2 separate regions of the Zea mays genome follow, and region 1 is linked to region 2. The links are chromatin contacts, called in public Hi-C maps. All regions are on one chromosome and are shown on one strand. Each heading gives the region's core, a stretch centred on a gene start, on an enhancer-like site or on the middle of the called end of the contact. The rest is flanking DNA. Distances are from core to core; before and after follow the strand shown. Region 1 overlaps LOC103653170 (F-box protein At5g39450). Region 2 holds the start of LOC100281658.

The links. Hi-C and Micro-C count contacts between places; a contact is called where the count stands out from the background.
Region 1: a contact with region 2 is called in a Hi-C map of ear, with 2.9 times the contacts expected there. The contact joins the enhancer-like site here to the promoter of LOC100281658 in region 2. A contact is called at or near these places in 2 of 25 Hi-C or Micro-C datasets (ear and tassel).

The regions. Positions count from the first base shown.
Region 1 is chr4:42,452,652-42,457,068 of Zm-B73-REFERENCE-NAM-5.0, reverse strand. LOC103653170 (F-box protein At5g39450) reads left to right here. Exons shown (of 2, transcript XM_008680132.4): 1 at 1-591; 2 at 1,739-2,111. The coding sequence ends at 1,742. Among protein-coding and RNA genes, the nearest start is that of LOC103653170, 3.4 kb to the left of the region's middle. Within about 2 kb of position 2,203, at least 15 of the 20 cell types and tissues checked have an H3K27ac peak or open chromatin away from gene starts, as enhancers often do. A contact at or near this core is called in ear and tassel, where this site is marked.
Region 2 is chr4:42,046,481-42,050,855 of Zm-B73-REFERENCE-NAM-5.0, reverse strand. LOC100281658 reads right to left here and starts at 2,650. Exons shown (of 8, transcript NM_001154578.3): 1 at 2,494-2,650; 2 at 2,242-2,300.

The sequences.
Region 1 (4,417 bases), core at 954-3,453, 410 kb before region 2:
TGACAACCGGTTCGCGCTCTACAAGCTCAGGGTGCAGGCGCCCATGCCGGGAAGGGAGTACGCCGGTCTGTGGGGAGGCACATTCGGGTGGCCACCGGGGCGGCCAGACGATGGATGCAAGCCCAAGAAGGCTCTCTTCTTTCTGCTACTCTCATATGAAGAGGACAGTGAGGGGAAGCTTCAGCTGATCGCGACCAAGGTGTTGGAGGGAACACACTATGTTGTCCATCCCAATGGGTCTTCAATGTTTATAACGAGGATGAGTGAGCCATCAACAGAGCCCTTTCCGTGGCAGACTGATGGGGAGTTTGATGTCGAGAGGAGCTTCGCAGGCGAGGGCATTGCCAATGGGTATGGCTTCAGATACCCTAGCTCAAAGCCTGGTTCATTGTTTGTCCTCCAGAATGGGCTACTTGCATTTGTTTGGAGAGAAACCGGGGCCGTGCTTACCTTGCAAAGACTGGATTTGGACGAACTGCTGAAGAAAGGGGAGCGTGTGCCTGCATTGCAGCCAGTGCCGAACTTTGCTTACCTGACAAAGTCTTACTCCAATGTTTTCACCAGTTTCCCTGTCGGCGCGGCTTCTCCCAGGTATATTTCCAGTTCTACATTGCCACTGGAATGCATCGGGATACATGTTACCCATTTCATTCTGTCGTGGTTTGTTCATGGTCTGCAGTTTTCGGTGTGTTTGTCATGTTGTTCAGGATTATATTGACTTTTGAAAATTCAGCTGGACAAATTTGTTAGGAGGAATACCCAATTAATTAGGCCCCAAATTCCTAACATATGTCCCTTGTCATTGTTGGTCAAATAATTTTAGAATCCTTACTGAACTATGCATACATAGTATGCCTAATCTGTGAAAGTGATCCTAGTATAATGGTTAAGGCTTCCGAGTAGCACCTCCAGGTCCCGGGTTCGACCCCCTTGGGGGCAAATTTCGAGCTTGTTTAAAAAAATCCCCTCGTTGTGCCCCACCCGTTCTCGGGGATTGATATCCTGCGTGCCACCCTCCGGCTGGGCCGTTGCAGAGTGGGCAATTGATCGGCCCGTTAGCGATGGGGCCAGGGGACCCCGGGGGTTTTCTCGGCTGGGACTATGTTTCGGTCTCTTCTTAATATAATACTGGGAGGGCAGTCTTTTCCTCCCCGGCCGAGGTTTTTTTTAGTACGCCTAATCCCTGTGGCTGTTGCAATGTTGTTTAATATGTTTTTGTGTATCAGTACTCGAAGCTGTAACTATCTGATGAGCTATTTATCGCTGAACGCTGTACCCTGCTAGTGCAAAATACAGAACTTATAACAGCAGTAGTTTGCTTCTTTTGTAAAACTGCACTAAACACGCTGTTTTTCAAATGTGTATACTTCTGGCAAGATCTGTATGTTCGATTTGGCTAAAAATGCGCCTTCAGTATCCTCCTAGGCTTTTCACTGTTGAAAAAATCAGTCTTTGCAAAACTTCTGCTTAATTTTCTGTATTTCTGAAGGTTGAGGAGTGGTCTAAAAAACGCACCTGTCATCTGTGACTGCCTAGTTTGATTTTGTTCTGAAACATTTGATTTACATAAATGCTTATCAAATACCATTGTGCTGCATCTACTATGTAGCTCATGTACTGACTGACTTTATATGGTATGGATTAAACAATGCCTGATCTATCTTTTCTAGCTTCCGAGTCGTTTGGCGTCTCAGAGTATATATATCATCATCTGACGAGATGGACAACCTTTGTTCAGGTAAAAGGTGTGAGTGGAGGAGGATGTATCAAATGATCACCTGATGCAGACAACGGAGAAACGGTCTCCAGGATCAAGTTTAGCTCTTCTTGCTTGCCATTTGCCAGGTGATAGTCACCTGGCGATGCTTCCATAATACATACTACCTCGTGGCTGAAGGAGCATAGCAGCAGCCGTAATACTTTAGGAATTCAAATACTTTGTCATGAAGGAAATAGCAACCACACCCCATATTCCTTACTACAGCTATTTTTCATGTTTGTGCTATAAAATGAAACCAATCTGGAGTGTAAATTTGTATGAGATCTGTACATCTCTTCACTATAATGCAGGCGATTTATACGAAGTCTATACTGGAACAGCTTTCAGGTGACGTGATGTGTTTCTTTTGATGCATTTCGCCAGTATTGTGCATCACTGTTTTGCTTAAATTGGCTAGGCAGGCCCGATAAGGTCAATCGTCTTCCGTCACAGTTTTTTTTTGGGGGCCCAGTATCCTTTCCTCGAACGAATCTGGACTTGTTGGACGGATCCAGGGCGGCATTTCTGTCATTTAGTGGGGTGTTTTTTTTATTATAGAAAAGTGTTCTCACCTGAACTATTGCTTACTCAGAACGTCCATATTACGCACGTGTTTTGTTTTGTTTATAATCCATTTATGGATGAAAATAAACGAGAATACTGCCAAATGGATGAAGTTTTTAAAACAGCTGAACCGCGAAAATGATCTCTAAGCTTAGAAAACCAGATAAAACGTAAAACTCGTGAAAACATCTCTAGAAGATTCCAGTAATTAGTTTTAGCTATAGAAACATAAATATAAGCAACGAGAAAGTTTTGGAAATTTCCCAAACATTTTAATAAAGGTCTACACATGTTTTGGAAAATGTTCGTAACGTGAACACAAGATGCGACTAGATAGTCATGAACACATCATATTTTCTGATGTGCAAAGTTTTTAATACATAAACATTCGTGGATGCAGCAAATTATTGTTTTATCGCGCAAAGTTTTTAAAGTCTATAGGTCATGTTTATTTCCCTCCAAGATTATATAATCCAGCTTATAGGTTATATAAGCTCTCAACTTATTTAAGTCGGATTATATAATTTAGAGGGTAAACAAACATGACTTTAGTCTTGTTAATTCACATATATGGATAGTATATCAATGGCGGAGCACCAGTTATAGCACATTATGGCCTTCACCATATCTAGATTGAGAAAGCTAGTTTTTCCCGCATCGCATCCGAGCTAGTCACCGTCTCCGTCTACGAACTTTGCCACCTGCTCCCCGCTGTTAGTCATCTATGAGGTTGTTGTCTCCTTCCATCCTAGACGTGAGCTACCCGCTTCACGTGACTGTGCCTGCCGCTCTGATCTCCACCTGCTCCTCGTGACCGCGCTCGAGAGACAATTGCCATTATGAAACAATAGAGAATCGGTTTTGACAAATTGGAGGCGTTGCTGATGGCTTCTCTGTTTTGGAGACGCAGCCAATAGGCAACGACTGATATGGACAACAGAGAGAGATTTGGTTCGGTGGTCAACATTAAACTCACTCCGTGCTCACGCCGTCAATAACCTGGCCCCGCCGTTTCTACTCGACGCGAGCTGCTTCCCCAATCCAAACAGAAACTCTAGCTGCCGCCGGTTGGTGCTCACGCAGGCTGCTTCCCCAATCTAGAGAGAAACCCTAGCCGCCTTTCTCTGCTCCTCTGCGGATGGATCATACTCCAAGCCAAGTGGTTGCCGATGCTGTAGAAGCGGCGCGTGCTGCTGCCGTCGTGGCTGCGGAGGCGAGATGTGCGGCCATTATTGCAGAGAAGGAGGCCAAGGATGCGGTTGAGTTCGCCGCCATTGCCGTCAACAAGGTCGAAGCAGTGAAGATCTCATCAAATGTGGTATGTATTATCAAACTCATGTAGTCATCTGGTTGTATTATGAAGGTCGATTTGTAGCTAAGCAAAACTGTAATCTTTGTACGCCGTGATTATCATCTGGTTGTTCCACAGGAAAATGTCGACTTCAAGTATCATGTGAACATAAAGAATTCGTTGAGATATGTTATTCAAGAAATGAGGAGGCAATCTTCACTGTTGCATTCAGTTCATAAACTGTGTTCCACTATCCCAGAAGTAGAAGGTGGCAAGATAGGAAAGGTTTGCGGGCATTTGGAACATGTGTGCAAGAAGCTAGAGGATACTTCAATTGTCTGTAAACAAGATTTGGAAACAAAGAATCCTAGTTGGGATCTTTATGACAACCCTTCAATTGTAGATGATGAACATCCTTTAGATGACGATGAACTTTGCGAGGGCTACAGTACAGAAGATCCAGAGCTATGGGAAATAGTTTTTGATGACCTCAAGTGGGAAGAGAATAAAGCTAATGTCTCATTTGATGAGCACTACCGTTTTCAATTGTGATATCACCCACGACCTTTTTCAAATGTTTCATGAACCAAATCCAGTTGTCAACCGTCTCAGATTGGAAAAAGCAAAAAGATGCAGGGTACATCCAATTGTGGCCATCTACACCAGTAGCTGATGCTAGATGCCCGTTCCATCTACCGTTCAATGCCGTCGAGTCTACACTAAGGTAAGGTCTGCACCCATCTCGGAACCCTGATATGCATGGACCCAAGGCACAAAAGAATAGACTAAAATAGTACTTCCCA
Region 2 (4,375 bases), core at 1,401-3,900:
GTTGAGCCAGCCGTCGCGGTGCCTTCGCCGCCTCCCTGGCCCTGGGCTTCGCCGCCGGTGAGCCACCTTACCTGAGCTCGCCACGTCCCTCCCCTCCTCCCTGTGTCACTGGCTCACTGCTCGAGTCCCCTGCTCCCACGTGGCATTGCGACGCCACCTCCCCTGCTCGCGCTCAGCACCGCCGCTGCCTTGCTTTATCAGCTCGCCGCCTCCCTGCGTCGCGGGCTCGTGGCCCCGAGTCCCCTGCTCCCCCGCGGCGGCGGCCCTGCCTCCCTGCTCACACTCAGACCCGAGTCACCTGCTCCACGCCGCCTGCTAGAGCCCCCTCCCTGCTCTCATCCTCCCCTGAGGTGCTCTGATTTTGGTTCTTTGCAGACTGAAACGGCAAGCAGTAGTGATGCTAATGCATGGCTGACAGTCAGAGTGATAGCTATGATCCTTTAAAAGATCCAGCAAGGAGGCCAAAGTCTGATGATTGAGTAACGCTTGTGTGCTTGCAGTTGTGGGCATTGTATTCCTTGATTTTGTGCTACGTTTGTGGTTGTGGACCACTGGACATTTCATTCCACTTTGTTTGAGGTTGTCGACTTGCTAGTTGCTATTAGTTGAACACTTGAACTTGTGTTATTGTGGTAGTCTGGTTGTGGGCATGTTATATTGTTATGTGAAATTATGTTATATTGATATTTTGTCCATGTTTAAAAAGAAGTTTTAAAGCTCGCTTAAACGTTCTAAATTTAAAAGGTACTCATGAGCGCTTCAACGTTTTATTGCTTAAATAACCTTGAAGAAGAGGCACACATACAAGGAATAACATACTGGTATAGAAAGATGCAGCACAAAAGAATAAGTAAATCAAACGTAGTAGGTTATATATGGAAATCACTGGAAACAGACACCATATCCAAGTTTGCCATAGATAGATAAAATAATAGACCAAGCAGCTAAATGTTCACGTTTTTTTCGAAGATTTATATTTCCATAAAGAACAGGAGACCAATTTCATGATCAACTAAAAAACCCTTATTCTTGCATTATCACATGTATGCCACGTCTAAGTTTGTAAGGATACAAGTACAGGTTGAACCTTTGGCTGTTTGCAATTTTAGGGTGGATCTCAAGGGACGGTGGCCAAATCTTCTCTCCACACAGTTATCCAATAGCATACAAAACTACATGCAAGTAATGCCTAAATGTTTCCAAACTCCTAAAATTGCGCCCTATCAACCTAAACCTACGAATGTGGCCAACCACTTGTAGGAACATAGCAACTTGTCCCTCAACAAAGCTGTTAATTGTATGATTGTATCTGTATGCAAATGCATCGTCCTAAGCAACGTGCACAAGCGGAAAAAGGGGTCTCTTACTCTCTCCTCATGGCGAAGTAGTTCTACACAGGCATGGTGACAAACATCATTGTGGAAAAATTAAACCTAATGTTTGCCATCCTAATTAATTTTGTCTCCTTCAGCTAAGGGGTCCATAGGTGGTGGGCACGCCTGCCCGCCTATACACAAACAGTTTGTATGCACACATAATAACAACTATACAAGCAGCCTGAGGATATTTGACGCTATTTGATAACAAAATGACCATCTAGACTTCGGACCAAGGATAGATTGCAATAAAAAATTGGTACAGGCATAGAAAATTCACACGTAAAACAATATAAAGGGTCAAAATTATCCATGTTCTAGCTAGTGACTGAAACAAAACCACCAAGTTCGCACCAGATTAAAATAATGCTAGTAAGTCGTAACCAACGTTATTTTCTTCTGCTGTATAATGTTAACCAAATATATTAGTACTACAAAACTTAGACCGCTAGTTGGTTTCGAATGATTCACAATGTTCAGATTTCGAACACTTCAACCAGTAGCATTATTTCAGAAAAACAGCAAGCAATCCAAGCATACATGGGACTAAAGTCTGCATCTTGGAGGTTAGCAAGTAGCATATGTATTCATTCTTTTAAAAAAAATATAAAGATAACAGGCATGTTTAGGGTTGCAATAATATCAGGGTTAGTCTCCATGTTGAATTAAGAAAGGGTTTCTGATGCTACAAAACACATGGCAGCGTTTCATATATACTAAATATATATTGATCTCAGAGTATCCCATCCTTTTGATTTCATTCAAGGTCGAATTAAACAACAAAGGACAGAGTTTGCAGTTTATAACTAACCTCAACCTAGAGTATAGCATATAGCATAGACAGATACAGAAGGCTCCAGCTTACCTTGCTGCCGAATGGAGTAGCCTCCGATCCTTTGCTTTGCTTGTGATACAGAACAAGACCTGAAAACGAGAAAGGAGATGTCAGGCGAGGAGGATCCGGGCGGCCGTCCAGGGAAAGAAACAAAGCGGCGGTAAGGACGGGGTGGATCCGGGCAATTAGATTCACGCCGCGTCCGGCGATTGACTGGCGGGCGACCAAAATCGATGGCGGATCCGGACGGAGAAGGATCCGTTGCGGTGCGTGTAGACTCACCTGAGACGTAACGGAGGTAGGTCGCCGGATGAGAACGATTCCTTGGCCCGAGGAGATGGGGGAGGACAAGATCCTGGAGGCGAGGCGAGGGCGAGGGGCAGAGGCAAGGCCAGCGCGTGGGGCTCTTGTGGTTGACGGATGGAGCGTGCGCGAGTAACCCTAGCGCGAGGTCGGTTCACTTCCAAAAAAATCGTCGGACCAGGCTGTGGGGCTATATCGATTTGGGCTAGGTCGCAGCAGGCCCAACCAAACAGAGTCTGCTTGATCTGATCAGTTGCGTGACGTGTGGGCTTCAACGTCGGTTGGACCCATCTGGCAGTAGTGAATGTTCATTTTCCTTTTTTTAATTGGAAAAAAAGTTAATAGCAAGTTTGGAAAATTAAATCCACTCCAGGATTTCCATAGATTAAGGGAAATTAAAATAATTTATCTTTTAGGTCTAGTTTGGGAACCATATTTTTTCAAAGGATTTCTATTTTCTCAAGGGAAAATGAACTAATTTTCCATGGGAAAATGAAAATCTCTAGAAAAATTAAGGTTCCCAAACTAGCCCTTAATATTTAGAAATTCCGGAGGAGGTTTAAGTTTTCAAACTATTCTTAATGTCCTTTTACCTACCAGATTATCTATGAAAAAAAACTCTAAAATTTGGAGTCTTTTCTCTTGCTTGTTCCGTTTGGTTCAGCTTTTTCACCTCGATCCACTTTCAAAAATATGAAGATACAAGTTGAATAAATTTCAAAATATATATATATATAGTTCAATCCAAATTTTTCTCCTACCTTAAGCTTTTTAGATTCGTACTATCTAGAATTTCCAAAATATTATCCAATTGCCACTGTTCTATATGATTAATTTTTTTTATTTTCTCCTAGACAAACCTATAAACAATGGCAGTGTCAGAGTCTCTTTCTCATCTATAGCAGCTGAATTGTCTTGATCTAAGTCATTCGTCGACACGAGCACAGGTTAGGAGCCACCTCACCCCCACCCAACCAACCCATGGACATTGGCGATACTTGTGGGGTAGCTCATGGGCTTATGGGGGTAGATATCCCTCGAGTCCCCAAGATCCTGTTTCGATTTATGGGTTGTTATAAGGTCTCAATAGGACAGGCGCATAGGCTTCACGAGCTGATTAGTCGGACACAACCAGAAGCGGACGTAGAGATCGGTTGTGTGGGTGTGAAGGTGTACTAGCCGATTCCCACGCATGTAGGGGACGAGATAAGCGCCTCAAAGCTCACCTAATCACAGATAAGTCAGAGTTAGTTTCGTGGATAAGCACAGATTAATAACATTCAGTTCAACTATGTAAACCCTAATTTTGTTGGATGTATAAGATAGAATATGTACCCCTATAAAACGATTGGATCCTCTTATAGGCATAGACAACACTACGCTCATTCTCTTTGTAATACAGATCTCAAAAACAATACATTGCCATCCACACACAAGACGTAGGATATTATGCATCTAATCAACCCAAACCTATATAATTCTATGTGTTCCACCGTACTTTGCGCGAACCAGTGAGTTGTTGTCGACCTCGCTGTAGGAAACGGGTGACGCCTAAGAGGGGGGGGGTGAATTAGAACTTCTAAAACTTTTACTAAACTAGGCCACAATTAAATCCCTAGAGCAAAACCTATGCAAATAATCAAAACTAAAATGTGCAAACTAGGTTTTGTCTAAGTGTTGCTATCTCTACCGCAAAGGCTAAGTTTCAATCTACACTAAATAAGTATGACTACAAGATTGAAACTTAAATGCTTGATATAAATGCGGAATGTAAAGAGCTAAGTAGAGAAGCAAACTCTCGTGGATGACGCCGGTATTTTTACCGAGGTATCCGGAACCACGCAAGGTCCCGACTAATCCT